3 separate regions of the Mus musculus genome follow, and regions 1 and 3 are each linked to region 2. Evidence: chromatin contacts called from public HiChIP or PLAC-seq data. All regions are on one chromosome and are shown on one strand. Each heading gives the region's core, a stretch centred on a gene start, on an enhancer-like site or on the middle of the called end of the contact. The rest is flanking DNA. Distances are from core to core; before and after follow the strand shown. Region 1 overlaps Gm32068 (a long non-coding RNA gene). Region 2 has its middle 9.4 kb from the start of Gm31775. Region 3 has its middle 10 kb from the start of Gm32068.

Region 1 (3,001 bases), core at 188-2,687, 300 kb before region 2:
CATCTCCACATAGCAGGCTCTGCCTCCCTCTTGCCTGGCAGAGTCTGCTGATCCTGGTTCACTATCTAGCATCGTGCCTGTCACCCTCGAACCCTGTACTCTGGCTGCAGTTCCCAAGCATCTATAACCCATATGTCAGCTGAGGCCTTTGGGCCCTAACTATTTGGGCAGGCATGGCTTCAACCTCTAATTCCAAGCTCTGAAAAAGGCAACAGATTCCTGCCCCTAACTACCTCCGACTCCTGGAAGGATCTTGGACACCTTTCTAGACCAAGCCTGTGTCCCAAGAGCTCACTGTCTACTGGTATATAATAAATGTCAGAATTATATTGAGGCCATCAAGGCAAGGACGACCAACAACATTACGAAACTCAAAGCCTCACAGCCCACAAGATACCTCTCTGGCTCTGTTTTCTCATCCCTCCCTCCCCTCCTTCCTGGCTCCCTCCCACAAGACCCACCCTGCAACTCCTATTGGGTCCATCTGCTGCCTCTTGAACCAACGTGAATCTCTGCTTCAGACTCTGGAGGAATTGAGGGAAATGATTTCCTCATCTCATTCCACATCAATTACTTCTGACCATGCCTTAGGTCCCAGGGCCATGTCTGTCCCCAGCCACCCAGCAAGCTTCTGGGCTCTGGTCCCAGTCAAATGTAGGAAAGCAAAAACCATGAGCAGACCTTCAAGGGAAAGAATTATAAAAGAGTCTCATCTCTTTAAAGACTACGCAGCTGACTCACACTGCATCCTGAAGTTTATAGCACTGTCTCCACAACACACGGTGGGGGCTGGGGTTGTAGCTGGCTGACACCCGCCAACCTGGCTCCTGAGGCCCACCCACAGTTAGCCCCTAGCCCTGATCCACAGACTTGGAAGCCAGCAGAGTTCACACACTGAAGCCTCTCCGAGCCTGGCTGTCCCTTCAGAAGCTGACCCTGCCTGACAAGTCATGTGTCGTTTTAGAACCCTGCTCCTTATGGGGTAGTCTCCATGGGCTGGGGACATTAAGGAAAATACAAGAAATGGGAACGGAGGAGGATTCTGAATCCTCTGAAACATGCTACCCTAGAGGGAGATACTAGATCCCTATTTGTTGAGCTTAAGAAATGCCAGCTGATTTCAACACACTCCTCAGTAAGTCCCTGATTAAGAAGGCAAGACACTGTCACAGGAGACACATGCCTCATCTCCATGCCAATGCAGTGGGTCTCTGGATAAGCCCAGCTGATGGCACATGTTTCTTTCCCTGGCACAGACAAGCATGGAGAACAGATACTACTAATGCCCACTCCTCGGGCCTCAAAGCAGGCAGGGAGCCTGGTAGCTTCCATAGAAGGGCACAAAGGTTCTGCAGCTGTGCTGAGGTCAGGGACAGAGGCCTGGGCTCAGCAGAGAGAGCCAAGTGCCTGGTCCAACTGCTACCGCTGTGAGTTGGGCTGCATGCCGGAGGCAGACGGTACAGGGCCAGCCAGCCTTTCATCACTGCCTGGGCCAGGCCTGCAGTCTGCAGCGTGCCCTCCCCTCCCCTCTCACCACAGGCTTGCTCTCTCAGCCTCCATCACTGCCTCTTTCTACTCTTTCTTCCTCTGCCTCTCTTATCCTCTCTAGGTCCACCCACTTTTCCTCCTCCTCCCCCCCCCCCCCCACTCTGTCTCTGTCACCTGTTTGCCAGCCTCTTTCTACCTCTGTCTGAGTCAAAGTTCAGGGGAATAGGAGAGAAGGAGGTCGAGTTCTAAAGAAATCCCAACTAAAATCACGCAGAAACCTACTATGGTTTGTGACTCTACCCTCAAGTTTATTTTAATCACGAACACACAGTGCAATGCCATTGAGGGGTGGGCCTTTACAGGGTTTGGTGTTTGTTAGGGAAGACCCTCATGAATGAGACTGTTTCCATTATAAAAGAGGTTTTGGGGAGGGGAAAGGGTTGCCTACCCCTGTCACCAAAGGACATTTGTAGAAGGTACTGTCTGTGATGTTAGAACTGGGTCTTCTGCAGACATGGAGCCCACCCAGGCAGCAGGCTCTGCTTGGTGCCCCTGGGCAAGGAAAACGCTACAGTATCAGGTTCATACTGGCACCCAAATCATCTTTTGGGCTCTGTTTCTGCTTTGACAGGGCTCCAGTGCATACACACAGGTGGATTTGGGGATCTGCTGCATACCCTGATGTTCCCTATGGGCAGGGGCAACCCAAAGAGAGGGCCAGGAGAGGTAGAGGGTGTAGCCAACTGTAATCCCTGGAGGGCAAAGTCAGAGCTTAGCCTGGGATGACTATCAGTCGCTTGTCACTGTAACAAATGACCCTAGACAATCAGTTTAGCAAAGGCAAGGGGTCATTCCAGCTACTGTTTTCACAGTGAGAGTGTGGCAAAGGAAGGTTTTCACCTCGTGGTGGATAGGAAGCAAATGGGCAGTGGGTGATACACACACTCAGTGGTGTAAATTCTTCCCATAAGATTCCACATTTTGAAAACTGTACCACTTCCTAGTAGCACAATAGGATGAGAAATAAGCCTTCTCCACACCTATCTTTGGAGGACAGCCTACATCCAGCCTGGCATTGTTTCAATACAGATGCTTACCCGCCAAGGCTCATGCATGAAGGGCCCGGTGACACCTAGACAACATTGGATGGCTCCTTCTCCCTCAGTGGATGCATCTAAAGCTGCATGGGCCACCAGGAGGTGAGGCCTGATTGGAAGAAACACGCCACTGGAGGCACACTCTCGAAGGGCCTGCCTCCTCTCCAGTCCCTTTTCTGTCTGCTTCCTAACTGCCATGAAGTGAGCAGCTTCTCTACCACAGGGTGTTATCCCTGTGTACTGCCCCTATGGTCATGTGATCATGGACTGACACCTCTGGTATAGTAAGCAAAAATTGTTTCTTTTTAAATTTGATTTTATAAGGCATTTATATATACGTATAAATTATAAAATTATTATACATATGATATATATTGTTATATATCTATACCATTTATATATGTGTGTGTGTATAT
Region 2 (3,097 bases), core at 296-2,795:
GCTATAGGAAGGAAAGACGAGCCAGGCATCTACTAGGAGCAGCTGCCTGCTGGAGAGCAGAGCTCCTCAGTAGAGGAACAGGCAACAGAGCAGAGATGAGCAAAGAAAAACTGTAGATAGGTGGGCGGGTCACCGAGATCTCAATTCAGAAAGAAAGCGAAGGATCTGAGGGCTTGAATTCCACAGCAAATTGTCTAAGTTCTCCCTCAAGCCACATTTCCTGGTCATTCAAGGAGCAGCTCTGGGACAGAAATTCAGAAAACAACAATTTGTCATTCTGCCATTATCAGGGCTTGGGGACTCTAGACTGCCCCATGTTGCCTTGGCACATGCTAGTCCAAGTCACTGTTGTACGTATGGGGTTTTAGAGGTAAACTGAGGTAAAAGTGTATGTGCAATGTAAAGGGGGTTGCCATTTAAATACCAGCCAGTTCGTAGGATTTTCCAGAGGAGTGGCCTGCTGGCTGGTGAGGAGACCTTTTCTATCTTGTCTGGGCCTTGAGGTTCCCACATCTGTTCACAGCATAGCTGCCATCTTGGGTTTGGTAATTCTTTAGGAAATATCTGAACAGTTCCCTTTTCCAGTCCCAGGCCTCCCTTCTGTAAAATGGGGATACAAATAGGAAGCTCCTAAAAATCTCTCTCTCTCTCTCTTTCACACACACACACACACACACACACACACATACATATACACACCACACACTCACACATTCTCTCTCTCTCTCTCTCTCTCTCTCTCTCTCTCTCTCTCTCTCTCACACACACACACACACACACACACACACACACTCTCACTCACACATCTGGAGCAGAGGATGTCATAACTTTCTGCCTCGTCCACACCCCTGCCTCCGCCTAGGAGTAGAGATCCAGCTCCCAGAATCCTGGCTTCCCACAGATGCAGTCCTGTCTTTAAGCATGTCTAACCAAGGTTTCCAGCCTGAGAGGAGGTTAACTCTAAGATCTTGCAGCAGGAAAGTAGGACATGTGTGACAACACCCACACTCATACACACATACACACCTTCACTCTGTCCTCCATCTTTTGTGCCCAAGTATGATCTTCAAGAAAAAATAAGCTTACGGGTGGTCTTGCTTACCCTTCATCTACCATCAGGGCTCCTCAAGAAAGTAGCCCTTCAGCTACCATTAGGGACCCTCAGGAAGGTAGCAAGGATGCAAAATAAGCCAGATGGAAGTCACCAGACCTGTCCTTTACTGACCAAACCCTCCTTCGTTTTGCTTTTCTGAAAGGGGAGTGTGTTATTCTATGAACGCACCACTGTAAGGCTGGAATGAAATAAGCTAACACAGTCTTCAGCAGAGTACGCAGAGTACACAGCTGGCACTCAATAAATGGCCAGTTTCTTTCCACAGACAAGGCTGCAGCCCCACCTGTTTCCATGGAGAAAGGCAGCTGCAAGGCTTACTTTAACACTAAACATAGCAGCAGTATCTTTCCTGTGCCCAGTGACGTGATGCCTGCAGCCAGGGCAGCCAGCTGGGGTGTGGATGTGTTCTCAGGCCAGATAAAGGACAAAGGAGGGTCCGGAGAGGAGCTGTGTCAGCAGTTAGGAAGGGCAGCACTGACAGTGACACGGGGCCCAGCCCACTCTTCTGATTCGATGCCCCAGAAATCACGATTGGCCCGGGGAAGCGTGCACTGCCTGACAATCAGTTCACGCCTGTCCCTATCCTTTTCCTACCTTGGTTCCCTGCTGCCTCTGGCTCCACCTGAAGGTCTTAGCTCCCCATTTCAGAACAGCCACCCCTGTCCCAGCCTGCAGGGACATCTCCAATCTGTGCTCTGAGGAATGGGCTTTTCTGCACCCAGCATGTGTGAACTTGGAGGCTGCCATCTGCCTCAAGTCAACGTTGAGGGAGACAAAGAAAAACAAGCCACCTGTACTCCAGGTCCATACTCTTGCCCTGAAAGAGCTACGTAGGATGGAGTTCCATAGAATGAAGCCCTATCCCTAAGCCACAGTATCTCCGGGACAGCCATAGGTTCTAGGAGCCCCACATAAGACGTGAGCCTCAAAAATACCATTTTTCTTTGCAAAAAGGTGTCATGACCATGGCATCAAATGCCCCTCAGGGGTAAGGGGATGCTGAGTTCCTCAGTTGCATGGTTAGGATGAGGCTGGAGCCTTCTAAGACTCCTCCAAAGAAACTCAGTGAGCCTATGATTCTGTACCAGGCCCAATTAGCCCTAAGTCCTGTTTCTCATTTCCAAATACACTTCACTATTTGAGGGTCTTAACTGAGGGGTGGGTTCCTGCAGAAAGACCCCTTAGCAGAGAGTGCAGCATGGGATGAGAAGCAGGAGAGATGCCTATTCTAACAGTCTTAGGAAGCCATCCCCAACGCCCTCACTTGCATGGGGAAGTCTTGGCTGGATGTAACAAACTAGTCAGAAAGGCCACTGTCCCAAGTCACCATATCACCTTTGCTCATTCCCTATGATGTTCTTCTTCCTGAAGTGCAGGGATCAACCAAGTATCTTAGGCATGCTAGGCAGGCACCCCACCACAGCGTCTTGCCCTTGATCCTTATCTTCTGGTGGGCTTCATGGTCTTGCTGTGTAGCTCAGGGCGCTCTTGGATTCCCTATGTAGACAAGGCTGGCCTCAAACTCATGATTTGCCTCCTAAACACTGACATGAGAGGCATAAACCACTGGAGGGTCTTCCAGAGACATCTTTGCTTTCCACATGTAGAGTAACTTGTCCTGAACACACATCTGGTCAGGCCATCAAAAAGTTAACGCACCCCAAAAACACCTCTACCTACCAGCTAGGATGCACCTTGGCCCCACCCCACAACAGGCAGTGGATAAAGGTGACTGCTCCATCCTGTCAGACACCCCACGGAAGAGTTGAGCCCAGTTGTTCACAAGCATATGCATAGACAGTCCCAGCAGCTATAGCATCTGGGGTAACCTGGCTCAGCTGGTCAGAGGCAGAGATGAGGACATGCAAAAAAAAAAAAAAAAAAAACCCACAAAGCAAGCAAGGCATAGGGCTGGGGATAGGGCTCAGTGGGTAGGAGCACTCCCTGCACATGCATGAGGAACAGAGCTTAGCACACACATAA
Region 3 (3,316 bases), core at 737-3,236, 280 kb before region 2:
AGTCTCAGGACTATTTGAGTTCTATATTTCTTCTTGGCTTAGTTTAATAGTTTGTGACTTCAGAAAAAAATTGTAAGTTGACAGAGTTATACAAATTTATTCCTGGTACTCCTGTATGCTAATAAAATTATATCTGTTAATGTTAATAAAATTATATCTGTTGTGATCATATCTTTTTATTTTTTATATCAGTTATTTTTTTCTATTTTTCTATTTTTCAGCCTAGGTTGAGGTTTCAGACTTTTAATATTATTTTTTGGGAAAAAAAAAACCCTGTTGTTGTTGTTACTGTTCCATTAAAGTTTTTTTTTTTTTTCTGTTTTCCCACTTCCAATCTTATTGATTTCAGATCCCATCTCTGTTACTTCTTTATTCTGCTTACTTTGGGTTGGATCTCTTTGCTTTTCTGCTTCATCTGGGTGAGACATTGGGCAACTGGTTGGAAGCCTTCCTCTTTCATAACAACAGCGTTCTAGCCAAGCAGTGGTGGCGCACGCCTTTAATCCCAGCAGTTGGGAGGCAGAGGTAGGCAGGTTTCTGAGTTTGAAGGCAGCCTGGTCTACAGAGTGAGTTCCAGGACAGCCAGGGCTGTCTGTACAGAGAAACCCTGTCTCGACCCCCCACCCCCACCACCAAAAAAATAGAACTCCTCCCACCACGGCTCCTACTGAGCTCCTCCCACCATGGTTCTTGCTGCTCATGTCTGTTTTCTGCTCTATTTCCTGTTCGCTCCACAAGAGGTCTTTAAATTGTCCTTGAGAATTGACCCATGGCCTACTCGGATTTATATAAGTACTGAAATGTTCGTTCTCTCCTGCACCCCAGCCTCTGCATGCTACTCACAATGAGGCCATTTCAAGCTGGACCTTTAGAATAAAGTAATCAACATGAAGGGAACATCTTTCTGTGTTGTTTCTTTCAGGTGGGTTTTTGTAGTTTTCAGAACTATAAATGTGTTGTACTTGGTCATGGATTTTCTTGGGTTTGTATGAGATTCTACCTCCTGAATCTGGTTTCTCCTGCTAAATTTAGATCAGTAAGCCTTTACAGATCTTCATTTCTATAATTTCAGTAAGACATATCTTCTGATGTGGTCAGCTAGGTCCCTAAGACTTCCTAGTTTTGTCTATTTAACCTGTTGACCAAATTGTGTATGTTCTGTCCATCTGCCCTCTAGCTCCGTAATTATTTCTGCCCTTCTTCATCTTTGCTCTGCTTTTAAGTCCATTCAGATAAATTTTATTTGTTTGTTATTGCATTCTCTACAACATCCATTTTTCTTGCTTTTCAGTTTCTGTTTCTTTACTGAGATACCCTTTTCATTTGCTTGAAGAGAATTCATAATTACTTATTGATGAACTTTCACAATGACTGCCTTAAAGTCCTTGGCAGATCCTTCCGATATTTGAATCATTTTCCTGCTGGTTATCATCGTTACTCAGCATGTTCTCCTGCTTGCAATAGGACCTAGTTTTGTTATTGCTATAGCCTTGGCACTTTACACATGATGTCATGAAACTCAATTCTATTTGATTCTCTTCTCTGTTAAAAGAAACCAAGCTGTCCATTTTAAAAGACATGATGGAGAGCTGGAGGAGTCCCTGTATTCAGCTTCCAGCAGGGGCCACTGTCACTAAGGAGGCTAAAGTAAAGGGCTGACTCACTGGCTTTGTTGCTGGGGAGGAAGCTCACACAGCACAGAGCTGACACCAGGGACTGAAAGGGTCATAGTCTTGCTTCCCACCATCTATGCTCCTGTGTGGTGATCAGGAGGTAGAAGTGCAGCTCCTCTAACGGACCCACTGATTCCAGAGTAAGAAGGGAAAAGGGCCTGGACTCTTTCCTCTTAGAAGGCCCTTTCCTGGCTTCCTGAGTGTACCCTCAGCTCCCTACTGGAGGCCACTGATACAACCATGGGGGCACTGGCACGCAGACTGTTTCCTCTGGGAAAGGAATTAAAGAGCAGCTCCCCACTCAACCCAGCCAACGCTGTCTTGGCACAGAAATTGGAGCAGTGCCTAGTTCCGCTGGGGGGAGATGAAAGGTCTCTCTATTCCTCCCCATTTGGCATCGCTCCGATGAGGGAGCAGAGCCCTTTCTGAGCCCGTGAAGCAGAGGGAGACATGAGGGCCAGTGGAAGGCCAGTTCCTGGCTCCAGTCTGTAAAACTGTGTGTCTGTGTGTGTGTGTGCAGGTGAGGGTTTCTGCCAGTGCTCAGCTGGAGTAGTGCGGATATCACTACGAATAGTTTCTGTCCTTAGGGTGCCCTGGATCTGGTCCTTTAGTTATGGGTAATAGGTTTCCTCTCTCTCTCTCTCTCTCTCTCTCTCTCTCTCTCTCTCTCTCTCTCTTGCTCGTTCTCTCTCTCTCCTTTCCATTCCTGTTGTTGAAGTTTATGGGTCAGAAGCCTCAGCAGCACCCGACTGGCATATGTAGTGAACAAGAAGGAAACTGAATACACGCCATAGCTCCTCTAGTTCCCAAAGCCCTCCCTCCTCCCTCCTCCCTCCTCCCATCCTCCATGGTTCTCCCACACTTGTCTCTTCTCTCACACCAAGAGGTCTTCAGCTTCAGCAAGGGCCTGGGGTGAATGATGGTACTCTAGTTTGCCACAAATGAAACTCAGAAAAGCATCCCAGCGTTCACTTTTAGAAGGAGACTGGTGGTCAATATCTAGCTTGGACCCAGCAGCAGCCAGCTTACAGCACAGCCATGGCCATGGTCCCACAGGCTCAGCTCATGGCCCTGTCAATCACAAGAGCTCTCCCTAAGGGTACCTAGTTTTTGTTTTTCTTTCTCCTTGCACAATGGATTAGTTTCTCCTGAGAAATTCACTCCATCTTCCACCAACTGGCAGAACAGTAGCGACCTGCTCCTACAGGGTAAAGCTGAATTTTCCACTGGGGTATGGTGTAGCCTGTGTGTTTTCCCTTCTTTAGATAGCGAGTCCTGCTTTCTTTATCACACCAATCAGGTAAATTTTTTTTTCTAGCACTAGTTTTCTGGCTCCCTAATGCCACTCTGACACACAGCGATTCAATCTGTTTCTGACACCGATGACTATAGGGCAGTGTAGACAGTCTAGGCCAGTGCTTCTCAATGCTGTGACACTTTAATACAGTTCCTTATGTTGAGGTGATCCTCCAACCATAAAATTTTTTTATTGCTATTTCATAACTGTGATTTTGCTAGTTATGAATTGTAAATATTTTTTGGAGCTAGAGGTTTGCAAAAGGGGTCAATCCTTCATGGCAGTCCTGACTTTAAACACTATTGTCGAGTTCTAGCCTGTGGGTACTTCTGATAGTCCAGCTATA

The links. HiChIP or PLAC-seq counts read pairs in DNA pulled down with a chosen protein or histone mark.
Region 1: an H3K27ac HiChIP or PLAC-seq map of oligodendrocyte precursor cells shows a contact between it and region 2, with 4 times the contacts expected there. The contact joins two enhancer-like sites. A contact is called at or near these places in 1 of 484 Hi-C or Micro-C datasets (nephron progenitors) and 2 of 115 datasets of contacts at active chromatin or transcription factors (embryonic basal ganglia and oligodendrocyte precursor cells).
Region 3: an H3K27ac HiChIP or PLAC-seq map of oligodendrocyte precursor cells shows a contact between it and region 2, with 5 times the contacts expected there. The contact joins two enhancer-like sites. A contact is called at or near these places in 3 of 484 Hi-C or Micro-C datasets (the N1E-115 cell line, cerebral cortex and nephron progenitors), 4 of 115 datasets of contacts at active chromatin or transcription factors (embryonic basal ganglia, embryonic stem cells, oligodendrocyte precursor cells and 1 more) and 1 of 9 other capture datasets (embryonic tail).

What each region holds. Positions count from the first base shown.
Region 1 is chr14:24,958,632-24,961,632 of GRCm38.p6, reverse strand. The region is part of intron 2 of Gm32068 (a long non-coding RNA gene); the gene reads right to left. Among named protein-coding and RNA genes, the nearest start is that of Gm32068, 9.8 kb to the right of the region's middle. Within about 2 kb of position 1,437, at least 76 of the 459 cell types and tissues checked have an H3K27ac peak or open chromatin away from gene starts, as enhancers often do. A contact at or near this core is called in oligodendrocyte precursor cells, where this site is marked.
Region 2 is chr14:24,654,144-24,657,240 of GRCm38.p6, reverse strand. No RefSeq gene overlaps it. Among named protein-coding and RNA genes, the nearest start is that of Gm31775, 9.4 kb to the left of the region's middle. Within about 2 kb of position 1,545, at least 27 of the 459 cell types and tissues checked have an H3K27ac peak or open chromatin away from gene starts, as enhancers often do. A contact at or near this core is called in the N1E-115 cell line, cerebral cortex and oligodendrocyte precursor cells, where this site is marked.
Region 3 is chr14:24,938,416-24,941,731 of GRCm38.p6, reverse strand. No RefSeq gene overlaps it. Among named protein-coding and RNA genes, the nearest start is that of Gm32068, 10 kb to the left of the region's middle. Within about 2 kb of position 1,986, at least 60 of the 459 cell types and tissues checked have an H3K27ac peak or open chromatin away from gene starts, as enhancers often do. A contact at or near this core is called in the N1E-115 cell line, cerebral cortex and oligodendrocyte precursor cells, where this site is marked.